Regions from separate parts of the Mus musculus genome. Here region 1 is linked to region 2. A link is a contact called in public Hi-C data. All regions are on one chromosome and are shown on one strand. Each heading gives the region's core, a stretch centred on a gene start, on an enhancer-like site or on the middle of the called end of the contact. The rest is flanking DNA. Distances are from core to core; before and after follow the strand shown.

The links. A called contact is a pair of places that touch in the nucleus more often than the background predicts.
Region 1: a contact with region 2 is called in a Hi-C map of adipose-derived mesenchymal stem cells, with 1.9 times the contacts expected there. The contact joins two enhancer-like sites. A contact is called at or near these places in 1 of 484 Hi-C or Micro-C datasets (adipose-derived mesenchymal stem cells) and 2 of 115 datasets of contacts at active chromatin or transcription factors (astrocytes and embryonic fibroblasts).

Annotation. Positions count from the first base shown.
Region 1 is chr15:53,541,231-53,544,972 of GRCm38.p6, forward strand. All of the region lies in intron 4 of Samd12 (sterile alpha motif domain containing 12), which reads right to left. Among named protein-coding and RNA genes, the nearest start is that of Gm23200, 70 kb to the right of the region's middle. Within about 2 kb of position 1,886, at least 22 of the 459 cell types and tissues checked have an H3K27ac peak or open chromatin away from gene starts, as enhancers often do. A contact at or near this core is called in adipose-derived mesenchymal stem cells and embryonic fibroblasts, where this site is marked.
Region 2 is chr15:52,926,499-52,930,080 of GRCm38.p6, forward strand. The region is part of intron 2 of Gm41323 (a long non-coding RNA gene); the gene reads right to left. Among named protein-coding and RNA genes, the nearest start is that of Gm41323, 5.3 kb to the right of the region's middle. Within about 2 kb of position 2,058, at least 58 of the 459 cell types and tissues checked have an H3K27ac peak or open chromatin away from gene starts, as enhancers often do. A contact at or near this core is called in adipose-derived mesenchymal stem cells and embryonic fibroblasts, where this site is marked.

The sequences.
Region 1 (3,742 bases), core at 636-3,135, 610 kb after region 2:
TATTACATCAGTTGAAGATAACTACTGGGTAAGTTAAGGTCATAGAAGTTTCAAGCTTAAAACACATTGAGCAAGGATAAGCTTTTGTTTGATAAGAAGGCCTGGTGATTCAGGGTTGGAATTCAGGAATTCAGACTGGAGGGATGAAAGAAAGGACTAAAACTATTTTTTTAAAGTCATCTAAGTGGATCAGCTTTTGTGTAAGTCATTTCACTGAACTTTAAGGAGAAGTTCTGTGATGAGATAACTGATCAAGGTAGCTGCTTAGGCAATTGTCTTGAGAGATGTTTATCTCTCACTGAGAGTTTATCTGTCACTCAGAGTAAAGGAGACCAGCTGGTCTTTGGATGAATCTTGAGAGATCAAATGATGGATGTTTTCAAACAGGTTGTTAGTGTATAGCCTTGAAGGAATGGAGTAGGCTTGTCCAAATCAGCAAACATTCAGGGCTCCTACTCTTTGCAACCAGCCGTGATAGGCAATGTAGACAACCCAGATGCATGACTGAGAAAACCTGCTCTCGTTAATTTGTTCTACAGAAACAGCATCATAAAAATGAATCATAAAATGCATCATAAAAAAGGTAGGGGCAGCTGACTTTCAAAATTTACAAAAAAGGAGAAAAAACAAAACAACAACAACAAAAAACAAGGACTAGATCCATGATCCCCAACAGTTTTGTGCCCAACATTGTGGTAGCATTTTACACGAGCTATTTAGTTTCCTCAACAACCAACAATCCACTTAGTGCTTATGGAATTACAGGATGATGCTTCACTTAATAAACTTTCCCCATTGTACAGAACACGTATTCTATTTCTTGGATTACATTTGAGGAAGTGATTTGCAAATCATTAAGTCAGCCTCTTTTTAAGGGCATTACATGGCATAAAGCTATGGTCCCCTTGGAAGTAGCAGGGTAGTTATAGAAAAATGCAAAGGAAAATAAAATAAGAAAAGTTAGCTACTAGTGACACAAGCAAAAACGCAAATAGTTAAGTGATGACTCATGGCATGTAACACTGGAAGTTTTCTGGAAATGATGCTTTCTAAGGGGAGACAGAAAAGTACACAAGAATGAATACATGTTCTGTCTGCATTCCTAATGATGATGCTGTTTGGTACATTATGAGAGATCATAAAATTACTATAAGAAATAGCTTAAATAATAAATGCCTGAGCATCTATTACTAGCTTAGCAAACTGAAAATTCAACAGGAGCATGGCCCCTCACGATGCTACTCCTAAATGGAAATAAGATTTGGAACAGTGTTAGTTTTTGACAGTTACATATGTACTTCAAAAAATAGGAACACACTTTCATTGATAAACTTTAGTACATTTCAATAAAATTGAATGATAAAATGCATATGTGTTTTGTGGTTGGCTTTTGGCTTATGCCTTTGGTCATGTGATACAGTCATTTTTTTTTTTTTTTGTCTAGTTGCATTGGAAGATATTTTATAAAGACATCACAGTTGATGTACAAATAAAAAAAGTTAATTGGGTAATTTCCAATTTTCTACTATTAAAATAAAAGCTACCACAAATGTTCTTATGCCTATGTTCTGGTATGCAAATTATTCTCTAGCTCATATTTCTCTAGGCTGAAACCTCTATAAGTTGGATGAGTCGATGTGGGGAAATCCTGATTCTATTTCTAATTTTAAAGAGATTTTTAATCATTCTTCATCAAGTATGACTTCATCTTTCACCTTTCTTTGTATCAAGTTTATTCTGTTGCTATGATAAAACATCTAGCCAAAACCAACAAGGAGACAGAAGGGTTTGTTTGAGTTACATTTCCAAATCACAGTCCATCACTATGGGAGGCCATGGCACAAAATCAAGTATTTCAGTTAGAGTTACTACTGTTGTGATGAAACAACTTGACCGATGCAACTTGGGGAGGAAAAGGTTTAGTTGGCTTAAGTTTCCACACTGCTCATCACTGAAGAAAGTCTGGACAAGAACTCAACCAAGGCATGAAACAGGAGGAAGAAACTAACGCTGAGGTCATGGAGCAGTGCTGCTTCCTGACTCGCTCCTCTTTTGGAACCCAGGATCAACAGCAGTTTAGGCATAGCACCACTGATAATGGGCTGGGCCTTCTCCTTTCAGTTAGTAACTAACAAAATGCCCTATATGCTTCCCTATGGGTAGATCTTAGGGAAGCATTTTCTCAACCGAGGTTCCCTCCTCTCAGATGAGTATAGGTAGTATCAAGTTGACAAAAAACCTATCCAACCCATTGAGGCAGGAAGCTGGAGGCTAGAACCATGGAAATGTTGCTTACTGGTTGGCTCTCTGGCCCATGTTCTGTTAGCTTTCTTATACAGCCCAGCTCCCTTGCCTAGGGATGGTGCCGCCCACATTAGGCTGGTTCCTCCTTCATCCATAATCAATCAAGACAAGCTCTCACAGACATGCCTGCAGGTCAATCTGACGGAAGAAATACTTCAGTTGAAGTTCTCTCTTCTTAAGTGACTCATCTAACCAGGACACCAGATTGCTATATTAAGAGAATTCCATTCCATTCCATTATTAAGAATTAACTTTTTCGAGACAGGGTTAAGAAGTCTTAAAATAAGGAATATTTGTAGAATTTTACTGAATGAGTGTTTGGTATCTATGGAGATGATATGTTTTTCCTTTTATGACGTTGTACAGTGACTTGTATTAGTTTCTTAATTCTGAACTTACTTTGTCTCCAGGGTTCACTCTAAATCTACAATGTCTAATTTTAAAATTTTCTTTTGGTGATGGTATATGTTTTTCATTAAAAACATTTCTTTCTTCATGTGTGCATCTGCACATATTTGTGTGGCTGTAGGCTCCCCTGGCCCAGGATGTGGTCCTATTCGTGAGAGCTGGAGTCACGAGCATGTCTGATACTTGGCTTGCTATATAGGTGCTGGGCACACACAGCAGCCCCCACAGCTGCACAGCAAGCCCTATGTGGTGAGTTATCTCTCCAGCATCAATTTGATTTTATTATACTATGTCAAATTTTGGACCCAAGATTGATACTGCTTTTATAGAATTAATTTGGGAATATCCTTTTGTCTTTTCTTGTCTAAGAGAACTGATATATTTTTGACATGAATAACTGGAAGAACTTTCATATACAACCATTCAGTTTAGTACTTTCCAGTGGGGAATAGTTTATCAACAGTTTTCTTTCTTCAATTCTTATGGGCTCATTTGGGTTTCCTTGATTTTCTTAAATTAGTTTTGATGATCTGTATATGGTTGTGTATTGTTTGTTCATCTAAAATTTCAAATTATTTGCATGGAGTAGTTTAAACAACTGCTTTTAAAATCTGATAACTTCTCATTCATATATAACTATAGACACTTTTATATCTTTTGTGTTATTTGTAAATTTCATCTCTTTTTGACATTTAGCCAATATGTTATTGTAACTGATCAACTTTTTGCCTTTTCTACTTTTGTGTACTTTTTAAATAAATGTTTATTATTCCCACTTATTACTTGTGAGATTAATATGCTGTTACTTTATAAAAGTGTCCACAGATGAGCAATTCATATATTTTTAAACATAAACATTAAAGGGTATAAATGTCTCCTTAAATATTACTTTAGCTTTATGTTTTATGCATTTTGTTAAATAGAATTTATACATAGTCAGTTCAGTCCCATTTTCATAAATATGAGGGTTTTTTGCACCCTAAGAATATTATGTTTTTATATGTTTGTAATTGTTTTCATAATGAATTTG
Region 2 (3,582 bases), core at 808-3,307:
GTAATGCATTCTTGTGTAATTAATTAAATTGATGTGGTACCTATGCTTACATCCATAAGAAAATATCACTCTCAGCCTTAAAGAATTTTCTCTTTACTGAATGATAGTGAATACGAAGGTTAATGATGATGTTAGTAGTCAAAAATGACCAACAGTCCAGTGCTTAGCTCTAAACAGTGCATATATGCATACATGTATACATACTATGCCCTCTAAGGCTTAGGGAAAATTAAAGAATAGGGTGAAAAAGAACGATAGATAAATAGATCAATAAATAAATAAATAAATATTTTTTTAAATATTTAAAAGTGGCAAAAGTTACTGAAAATGCCTTCTGTGCATAGCACCACCGTTGTATCATGTTCCCATGGTAACTGAAGTTGATAGCCCTGAGCCTGTCATGGGTTTGGGGAGGGACTCATGGAACCCTTTCTCTCCTTGTTGAACGATTGATTACTGGTAAAGGGACCATCATTGTCTTTAGTTGAGTACCCAGGTAAGCCTACCAGGATTTTATGGATAGTTCCAAATCACAGTCACACAACACAGCCCTGGTTACACTTATTGGGACACACAAAAAAGAAAAGCAAAAAGCCATGGCTGTGAAAAGGGGACCTGTATGGGAAATCACATGCTGACTGGGGTAGAAGGTAGACAGGAGAAAATAGGAGTGAAGGTAATATTAAAAAATTCTAAAGCCAGGCAGTGGTAAGGTATGCCTTTAATCCCAGCACTTGGGAGGCAGAGGCAGGCAGATTTCTGAGTTCAATGTCAGCCTGGTCTACAGAGTGAGTTCCAGGACAGCCAGGGCTACACAAAGAGAAACCCTGTCTCAAAAAAAAACAAAAAAGAAAGAAAGAAAGGAAGGAAGGAAGGGAGGGAGGGAGGGAGGGAGGGAGGGAGGGAGGGAGGGAGGGAGGGAGGGAGGGAAAGAGAAATTCTAAACATATTTTTAAAGTTATAGAAATATATTTGTAGCATAATGCTAATTTAAGTGGTACTATTCTAAGGCATATGAATATGCTTTCAGAGATCTTTCCCAAACCTTGTATTATCAAATGTTTGGCTAAAAATTCTTAACTGTTATTTTTAATTGCATTTATTTTCTTAATTGTATAGTATGTTCAAGGGTCTATACTTGGAGACAAGTCCATCAAAGGTCTAGAACTCAAATTAACTCAAATTTGGTCAAAAAATGCCTGCCCTATAGAATTGTCAGTGGGACTCCAACACATGGCTCTTTTGTACTTTTGGCTTTCTTCTTGAGGATAGAAGAACAATTGGCTTGCTCTGAGATAGCACTGGTAAGAGGTTTGTAAAGGGAGGGCCAAATCCTATAATAGAATTGTGTATGGTTTGGTGAAATAATAATAAAGACTGTGATATTGAAATAGGCACAGCAAAGAAAAGTGATAAGATCCATTAGTAATGTCTGCCATGAAGTTACTGGTTGCAGGCAACAACATGGAGAATGTTCTTATTATGGAGTCATTATTTCCTCTCTACCCTTCTAGCTCTAAAGCTCTGCAAGTGTTTTACTTTTTGACGATACCATTTAATTCATCTCAATTTACAGAAGACATGTATTAAGCTAATACCTAGTGAAATGGTGACATTGCTTCATTCCATGCCTTTCTGCCCCTCTCTATCACACAAAGCTATCAAGAAGTTCACAACGAATCACTTTTGAAAGGACAGCCTTTCAAATGGTTTGGTATAGTCTCGATTCTGCCTTTTTATCATTGGAATTTAGCTCAGGCTTTTAAAGACACTTTACCTTACCATCAGAATATTATTTCAATAACTCATTTCCTGGAGATGTTTGAAACATGGTTAATTATTGTGGGAATTTAAATACAGTGTCAAAGTAAATGATAGCAGGATTCTCTGGTCAGGCTCAAGGTTACAGGCAACCACATTACCCAACTATAGAGAAACATAATCATTCCTTTTCCCACAGATAACGAAGGTCTTCCTGTCATCCTACAGGAATCCCATTCCCTTCTCCTAGAGTGTAACCAGACACTTGGCCACAAAGAATAACACTCTTCTGCTTGGCTTGGCCTCAGGGTAATCAGTCAAGGCTAGGCAAGGCCAACAACCCCCAATGCTACAGTAACCACAGAAACCACACAGAACTTGGGTGGAACACGTGGTCTAGACAGTCATCATTTTCAACACAGGGAGATGAAGTCACACAGACTTTTCTCTCCTGAAAATAAAATGTTGAAATACAGCATTAGAAGCAAATGTTCTCCCAGAGGAGAAATGTTACCTTGAGAAGACAAGAGTCCATTCTAGATCCCCGGGTAAGAAAAAGCAAGCCTAATGGGACAGATTGCTGAAACGTATGACAAACCAGAATGTCCCAGTCTCACAGAAGGTAAAGGCAATGGGAAACTACAGGGGGAAAGATATTGTCATCTGAAAAAAATTTTTCCCAAAAGAAATACTGAATCACCCTAGTCCTGGAAGAGTGGGGACCCCCAGAGTTAGAGAAATAATAAACATTGAAATAAAAAGCATTGAAAAAAAAACTCCTGTCTGCAAGCATAATAGAGTATCATTAATAGTGTTAGGGATTGGTGCTTGCCCATGGGATGGGTCTCAAATTGGACCAGATATTGGTTGGTCATTCCCTCAGTCTCTGCTTTATCCCCCATGCCTGCAATTCTTGTAGACAGGATAAATTTGGAGTTGAAAGATTTGTGGGTAGGTTGGTGCCTCTATTGCTACACTGGGGTTCCTGTCTGGCTACAGGAGGTAGTCTCTTCAGGGTCCATATCCCCAATGCAGTGAGTCACAGCTAAGGTCACCACCATCGATTCTTGGGTGCTTCTCTTATCACAGGCCTCTATCTCATCCTGGAAATGCCCCCACCTCCTCACCCACATCAGTTTCAGGTTTCCATTCATTTTTATGGCCATCTAGTCATCTCTCCTGTCCTTTCTCACACTTGATCCTGAATCCCCCATCCCCCTCCCCATAAGCCCTCCCTCCTAGTTCCCTCCCTCTATTTGCCTCTTACAACTATTTTATCCCCCTTTTTAAGTGAGATTCAAGCTTCCTCACTTGGGCCTTCCTTCTTATTTAGTTCCTTGGGTCTGGGGAGTGTAACATGGTACCTGTATTTTAAGGCTAAGATCCACTATAAGTGAGTACATGCCATGCATGTCCTTTTGGGACTGGGCTACCTCACTCAGGATGATCCTCTCAGGTTCCATACATTTGCCTGTAAAATTCATGATGTCTTTGTTTTTTTAATAGCTGAATACTATTCCATTGTGTAGATGTAACACACATTCTTTAATCATTCTTTTTTTTAAATTTTTTTTATTAGGTATTTTCCTCATTTACATTTTCAATGCTATCCCAAAGGTCCCCCATCTTTAATCATTCTTAAGTTGAGGCTCCACCCAGCAGCCAACTCAGACAGATACAGATACCCACAGCCAAATAGTGAACTGAGTTTGAGGATTCTTATAGAAAAACAGGAGAAGGAATTACAGGCCCCAAAGGAACTAGGTACCCCACAGGAAGACTAACAGAGAGAATTAACATGGACCCTTGGGGCTCTCAGAG